Regions from separate parts of the Xenopus laevis genome. Here region 1 is linked to region 2. The links are chromatin contacts, called in public Hi-C maps. All regions are on one chromosome and are shown on one strand. Each heading gives the region's core, a stretch centred on a gene start, on an enhancer-like site or on the middle of the called end of the contact. The rest is flanking DNA. Distances are from core to core; before and after follow the strand shown. Region 1 has its middle 30 kb from the start of nmi.S. Region 2 holds the start of mmadhc.S (metabolism of cobalamin associated D S homeolog).

Evidence for each region. Hi-C and Micro-C count contacts between places; a contact is called where the count stands out from the background.
Region 1: a contact with region 2 is called in a Hi-C map of the XL177 cell line, with 6 times the contacts expected there. The contact joins the enhancer-like site here to the promoter of mmadhc.S in region 2. A contact is called at or near these places in 2 of 4 Hi-C or Micro-C datasets (the XL177 cell line and the XTC cell line).

Annotation. Positions count from the first base shown.
Region 1 is chr9_10S:59,679,640-59,683,755 of Xenopus_laevis_v10.1, reverse strand. No RefSeq gene overlaps it. Among protein-coding and RNA genes, the nearest start is that of nmi.S, 30 kb to the left of the region's middle. Within about 2 kb of position 1,990, at least 1 of the 7 cell types and tissues checked has an H3K27ac peak or open chromatin away from gene starts, as enhancers often do.
Region 2 is chr9_10S:59,318,677-59,322,437 of Xenopus_laevis_v10.1, reverse strand. mmadhc.S (metabolism of cobalamin associated D S homeolog) reads left to right here and starts at 2,082. Exons shown (of 8, transcript NM_001096531.1): 1 at 2,082-2,212.

The DNA of each region.
Region 1 (4,116 bases), core at 741-3,240, 360 kb before region 2:
TGTGTGTGCCAAAGTGAAACTAAAGAGGGAGGTGGCTATGAATTTATTTTTCCTAAGAAACCATAGCAAGTTATTTATGCTTCATTACCAATCCATTTCCTGCGCCTTTAGAATTTACAAGACTTTTTCAGAGAACTATTAAAGTTCTAAAGCCCCAGCATAAAGAACACAATTTTATAAAGAGGAGCAGAAGATTAGAAAACTTGTGCTCAATATTTAGTTAACAGTGGAGGTTCTATTGCAACATCCGTTTAGGCTTAGTTGTGCAGCAAAAACAAGATCTACAAATAGATGGGGCAATAATAAACTAGGTGCTGTGACACCTAAGGACCCTAACCTCTATTTATGTCTTGCTACCACATATCTAAAGACACTGACTACATACAATATACTTGGCTACCAAGTAAGGTTTGAGTCCATATAAATATAAACTATTCTCCTAGCCCTTCTTTAGGTCCACTCTACCCTTTCCTTAGAATGGCTTTTATATACAGTAAATAGCTTCCCTTCCAGAACTTTCATCTCACGCTTGCCAGTAGGGTAAGTGGTCACTGATATGCTATGATGAAGACAGTTCTGATTAGGGATGGGTGATTTTTTTCACTGGCGGTGAATTTTTGGTGAAACAAAACGGGTCAAATGTCGCCCATCTCTAGTTCTGATCCCCCAAAGAGGCAGAGCACAGCTTCCTCCATGCATCTCTTCCCCTCACTCCTCCCATACCTCACAGCTTCTTACATTTACTGCTGCTCCAGACACAGTCAGATTTGCTGGTACAGTGATGACTTCCCTGGATTGCCCTTCCTTAAATGAGAACTATACCCCTAAACAATGTAGGTATAAAAAATATATTATTTTTATTAGGGTAGACTGTCAAGGTTGGGGTTGTTTTCTCTGGAAAAAAGGCGCTTGCGAGGGGACATGATTACACTTTACAAGTACATTAAAGGACATTATAGACAAATAGCAGGGGACCTTTTTACCCATAAAGTGGATCACCATACCAGACTAGAAGCCACCCCTTTAGACTAGAAGAAAATACATTTCATTTGAAGCAACGTAGGTGGTTCTTCACAGTCAGGACAGTGAGGTTGTGGAATGCACTGCCGGGTGATGTTGTGATGGCTGATTCTTTGAATGCTCTTAAGAATGGCTTGGATGATTTTTGGAAAGACATAATATCAAAGGCTATTGTGATACTAAACTCTATAGTTAGTATAGGTATGGGTATATAGAATTTATGTGAAAGTATGGAGGGGTGTGTGTATGGATGCTGGGTTTTCATTTGGAGGGGTTGGACTTGATGGACTTTGTCTTGGACTTGACTTGCCAGCGGGGCCCACAAGAGCCAGGAGCCCACCGGGTTTTTTCTTTGAGAGAGTAGTAGTAGTAATGAGCAAACTTTTTCGCCAAGGCATGGATTTGCGGTGAATTTCTGCATTTCACCATCTGCAAATGTTTTCATGAAATAGTGGCAAAAATCCACCATGAAAACTTTCACTGCAACAAAAAAGTTGCTAAGACAAAAGTGTTGCCAAGACAAAAAAAATGCCCATTGACTTTAATGCATTTTAACAAAAAATTGCTGAGACAAAAAAAGTCAACACAGTTTTGAAAAAAAAATCTGCAAAGTGAAATTGGACAGATTCGCTCATCACTAGAGAGTAGCATTTTACTAATTTGTGAGTGCTTTACAGCCATTGTATTTGCCTTATGATTCTCAAGCAAATCACTTAACTTTCTTCTCAAATTTACTGGTCTCCATATCCTGGGATGTATGTCATTGTGCACAGGGGTTCAGCTAAGTGTTAATGCTGCTGTACATCTTGACTTGCACTGAACGCTGAACTTGGTCATTTATTGCTAGGTGTTCTCCCTTGTGATTATGTGTTCCTGAACCTTGTTCCTGTTGAACAAGCCTGCTGTGACTCAGCTTGTCTTGACTTCTTATATTCACTGCCTCTTCACAACCTTGGACTGTTGTCTCTAATATTGTCTACTGAACCCTCAGCATTCCTGCTTTTTCTGACTTGGAACTCACAACTACAGGAGCCCCCAGTGTTGTGGAATGTAAATGCATACAAGTGCCTGGTGTCAGGACTTGCTGGGTTTCAAACTCTGGACGTGCTGAGTTACTTGTGCACTTACTTTTTGTGCCAGTGGAGGTCCTTAGTGCTGTCTTGTTCATTATTCTTCTTGTTATTCTCCTGTTATACTACTGTCTTCTGCTTCATCTCTCCACCCATCTTGTTATCCCCATCTGTATTTCATTATACTATCCTGACCCTTTAAAAGCCTGACCCTGACATTTGCCCAGTGATTGGTCATTAAGCTGTTTCTGTGATCTAGCCTCTCTCTTTCCTGTGACTTCCGATCTTGTATCCTGTTACCTTGACTCTCCCTCTGGTTCCTGATTCCCTGCCTTGTTCCTGATTCCTGCCTTGTTCTAGATTCCTGCCTTGTTCCTGATTCCAAGTCATTTTCCAGGTTCTTGCCTTGTTCTCAGGGCCGGAACTAGGGGTAGGCAGAGTAGGCACGTGCCTAGGGCGCAAAGCTGGAGGGGCGCCAGGCACGTACCTTCTCTGCCTCTGCTATCCCCCAGTCCGGTCCCTACACTGGCCGACGTATGTGTGTGCGCATGCGCGAAAAATACTAGTGTGCATGTGCGAAAAACGGAAGTGCGCACTTGTATTTTTTTGCGCATGCGCATTTGTCTTTTCGCGCATGCGCACTCAGGTATTGGGCGCTTTGCCGGGCCAGGCTGCCTGGGGCGCCTGCCCTCGTTGGCCCGGCACTGTTTGTTCTAGTACTCCTGTGTTCCTCCTAACCCTGCTCTTGGATTCATATAGATAGGCATCCAGCATTAAGTTTAAACAGGCTTACTTCAAGGGGTGCACGCCAATTAATATCTTCGCCTTCACATTTTTCAAACTACATGGAAAAGAGGTAGCAGCACTCCCATAATAGAATAAAACCGCCTTTATTTCAGAATTACATCTGGCACAGCAACGTTTCGGACCTCCTGGTCCTTTTTCAAGCTGACAAAGTTGTCAGGCGGTTTTCTATTATGGGAGTGCTGCTACCTCTTTTCCCTGCTCTTGGTTTCCCCAGTTCTGACTCCTGGCCTGTCCCCCAACTTCACTTGTCTGCCGCCTGCCTTGACTCTTTGACCTGATTCTGGACTGTGTCTCTGCCTGCCTCTTACTACTATTTCAAGTTTGTACATACAAACGATTACTGGTAATTACCATTACTGATAATCACTTCCCTAAGTTTATAAAAGTTTCTTTTAACATTTATCATGGCTTCTAATCCCAGTACTACTGTGTATGTTCAACACCCCGGGTTATCCAGCCTTTAGGATCCCAACTTCCTGATACTCCATGGCGTCTCTGCGGGGAAGACGTGAGACCTGAAACCTCGAGGCCCACTACTTCTTCTGAGCTGCAAATTATAAATATATACCATTCTGTAAATATGTGCTATTACTTCATATCTTTTTATTTCCACATTGTTTAACACACACACAAGTTACAATTTTAGCAAAAAAAAGTTTTCAGAGTACAGCATGCTGGGCTGCCCAATACCATTGTATTCTCAAGGAAACCCACTATTCCTTGCTGCCTTCTGCTTCTCTGGCTCTCTGTAATTTGGGAGAGCATATTCAGTGGTTTTAATACCAATTTGCTTTTGTAGGAGATGGCTCACTACCCAAATAACAACTTTTTTGATTTGTTGAGTGGCACATAGCTGCCCAACCAATTCTAGACTAGTTTTATTAAGATGCTGAAGTGTTCACATTAGTTAAAATACATAAAGAAATATTTTTAGAGACTATGCATTACATCTCGAGAAAACAAACTGGGTGCTGAGGGTGCTGCTCAAAGTATTGTAGTAGAATGCAGGACATATCCAAGGCAGTAACTACGACTGCAAAATGCTTTATCAGGAAAAATGTTCCTCAATAAAGCATTTTGCAGTCAAAGTTACTGCTCTGGATTTGTCCTGCATTCTACTACAATACTTTGATGTGTCATTTTGGGGTGTGGACACAGGACACCCTTGTAGGAGAATCCACCAAAAAAAATGCCAATGGTGAGCTACAGTTTACTTTAA
Region 2 (3,761 bases), core at 833-3,332:
CTGACTGAGATTGAGGAGGATGCAGCTTCATCTTATCAGTTTGCCAGGTCTAAGGTAGGCAAAGGAAACTCTGGTGAAAGAGGTAACGTTTTGTAAAATTCGCACTTTAGTGAATTTGCAGAGTAACGATTGCTCGCCTCAGAAAAAATTTGCCAGCGAAACTGCTCTAGCGACACAGTGAATTGTCGTCTACACCTGTTCGTAAATTGGCGATGTTCCTGCGGATAAGATTTCTGGCGAATTTTCGCTAGCAACAGCCACTTCGCCCTTTAGTAAATCTGCCCCAATGTTTGCAAACCCTTTCATCAGTGTCTATCTGCTTCAGTGAATCAGATGAGGGGTGATAAATCAGAATGGTTACCAAAAGAATGGTTAAAGAAGATTAACGTGAATGTTTTGGAATGACCAAGTCAAAGTCTTGACCTTAATCCAATTGAAATGTTGTGAAAAGACCTAAAGTTACTTTTTCATGTGAACATCCAAGAGCTGAAGCTGTTCTATAAAGAGGAATGGGCTAAAAGGTCCACAAACCTTCATGTACCACTGTATTTACCTGTTCACATGAGCTGAGTCTGGGCATAGCCCTTGACCAGCCTTACATGCCATATAGCAGTTTGCATTCCTTTTATGGTGCAAAATAAAAACATTTTTAATCTATGGAAGTATAATTGGAGCTGTAGCTAGGGTCGCCACCTTTTCTGGAAAAAAATACCAGCCTTCCTATATATTTATCTTTTTCCCAATTAATAACATTGGGATCAACCATTATTTTTACCGGCCAGGTCGGTAAAGTACAGGCCAGATTTCAAACTTAGCTGTAGCCCTGCCACATGCAGATGGAGGAGCCCTGTTGTGGTAGGTTAATATCCCCTTTAAGATATAATGCCAAGATAAGTATGGCATGCATCCCCAGGCTTAGGTCCAAACAGAGTTATATTGATTCTGGAACCAAGGCACTAGGGTGGGATTCTAAATTTATTGGCCATGTCTACGTGGGTTTCTTATCACAGTACAAAACCAAAAGCTGATTGGTCAAAGTCTTATGAAGTTTACCCTTAAAGGAATTGTTTAGTGTAAACATAAAATCTGGTAAATAGATAGGCTATGCAAAATATATAATGTTTCTAATATAGTTAGGGAAAAATATAATGTATAAAGGCTGGAGTGACTGGATGTGTAACATAATAGCCAGAACATTACTTCCTGCTTTGCAGCTCTCTTGCTTTCCACTGATTGGTTAGTCTTTTGATTCACTTCACAGGTTACAGTTTGGTAGCGTTAGAGGTAGGGCTGCCACCTTTTCTGGAAAAAAATACCGGCCTTCCTATATTCTTGCCGTTTATTTTCCAATTTACAACTTTGGCATCAAGCATCATTTTTACCGGCCAGGCAGGTAAAATACGGGCCAGGCGGCAACCCTAGTTAGAGGGAGGGTTAGTGGGCCCCCTTATAGTCACTGACAGGGGCGTAACTACAGGGGAAGCAGACCCTACAGCTGCAGGGGGCCCCATGAGGCCCTAATTCATAATAAATTTCAATAAATATTGGTTAAACAGATAAAGCTCTAGACATTTTGGGGGCCTGAAAATAATATGCTGATAATAATTCCCATGGACTGAATTGATGTTATTTAAAAAAAAAAAAAAAAAAAGTACAGTCTTTAAAACTGCCAACCACTCGGATAGATGGATATCCACAAGTTATATAAATGGGAGCAAATATCAAAGGGAGCAAAAATAATGAAGCAGTTCCCTGTGCGTATCTGCACCACAACTACAACTCCCAGAATCCTCCACTAACACTACCAGGCTCTGCGGAAGTTATTCAAAAGAAATCCTTTGTTTAAAGACACCTGTATGCCAACAAACGTAAGAAATGACGTATGAATTGAGCAATATGATTAAAGTCCATCGTATAACATCCCTGCATACAGTGTGACATAATCGTTTACGCTTAACAACCGCGCTTACATATTTCGACTGCCATTGGTTTGGAAGCATGTCCTTCAATGCTAACGTCCAATCAGAGTAGACCTCCAACCAGCGACCCTTTTGCAAGATTGTCGTCGTTGTTAGCCATTAGTGAACTCTCTTGCTTTTGTAGGCGGTGTTTAGCTCACTGGGCCAATCAGAAGAGTGATTGCATCGTATCCTGTTGTGGAGCAGTGACAGCAGGAGGACACGGCTTGTGAATATTTGATCCAGTGCACTAGGTAGGAAGCTGGGCCCTGTGGGGCCACTGGAGAATTGAGGGCACATAGTGGGAGCTACGACTACACAACACACTTATCTACACCTAACCCAGTTATCCAGAGCTCTTATACACCTGTGCGCGAATACACGGATATAAATGGCCTCGTAAAACTTGTCTCTGTATTCAGTGTTGTTTATAAAGCAGAGTAGAGACGTACAAAGCTTTGAATCTCCAACCTCAGGCTTCCTGCATTGCTAGGGGTCCCCTCTGATTCTTTATCACTGAAGGGATCCCCACAGTAGGGCTTCTATGTACAGGCTTTTTATACCAAAATAATTGAGGTCAGCACTTTTACTTACTCATTTTCAAGGTATATTATGATGAATTTGCTTCCAGCAACTTCCAAAGAAAATTCCCACTTTTATGTTCTCAACATAATGTAGAAACTAAATTTTTTTTACTTTTTTTTTTAAATATATATAGTGGATAATGTACCCCCTACTGTAATTTATAAAGATATTATAAGTCACAAGGAGTTATGTGACCATATAAAAGCACAAGGCCGCATGCCGAGTGCTTTTATAAAGGTCACATAACTCAGAGCTGACTTCTGATATCTTTATAAATTTCTAGTAGGGGGTACATTATGCATTATAATCTACATTTTGTGGGGGGGTCAGAGTCAAAATTCTGGTCGCCGGCGTCCATTTCGGACGCGCATAGTCAAATTCGGACGCACATCGTCAAATTCGGATGCGCAGCGTCAAATTCGGCGGCCTGGGGCCCCTGTTATAACTGGCGCGTACTGACGTCAGAACGCGCTGTTTATATAGTGAATAAAGTACCCTCTCTTGTAAAATATAAGGATATTATAAGTTACCGAGGAGTTTCATGACCATATAAAAACACGAGGCCGAAGGCCTCGTGTTTTTATACAGGTCATGGAACTCTGAGGGGGGCAACTGGGGGTACTTTATTCACTATATAATACACAAAAGCCATGAATATCCTGTAAATTATACCCTTATAAACGGTGAGTTCTGATGTCATTAGTTATAAACGGTGAGTTCTGATGTCATTCCTGTCACATGACTCACCGAAACTTGTGTATTATAATAAATAAAGTACCCCCAGTTGCAAAATATGAGGATATTTGGCCTCGTGTTTTTATATGGTCATGAAACTCCTCGGTAACTTATAATATCCTTATATTTTACAAGAGGGGGTACTTTATTCACTATATATATATCTATATATATTATAACAAACAAGGGAAAGTTGTGCTCACCACTATTTTTTAAAACCATTAGGCGGGGGTGCAATGAGGCTGTGACCACAAAATACATATAGACAAATACAAGATTCCTCTGCACTCAACCCATTATCAATATATTTAAGACAGCGACATTTTGTACATACTGCTACTGAAAAATGCCTTACCCTTTAAACAACACAGGGATTGTTTGTCCATATATTGCAATATATTTAAGCTGGCCAACTACGTCAAAGTCATCCCATATCTGGCCAGTCCTATGCTCAATTTTATCTGATTCATTAAGAATTCTATT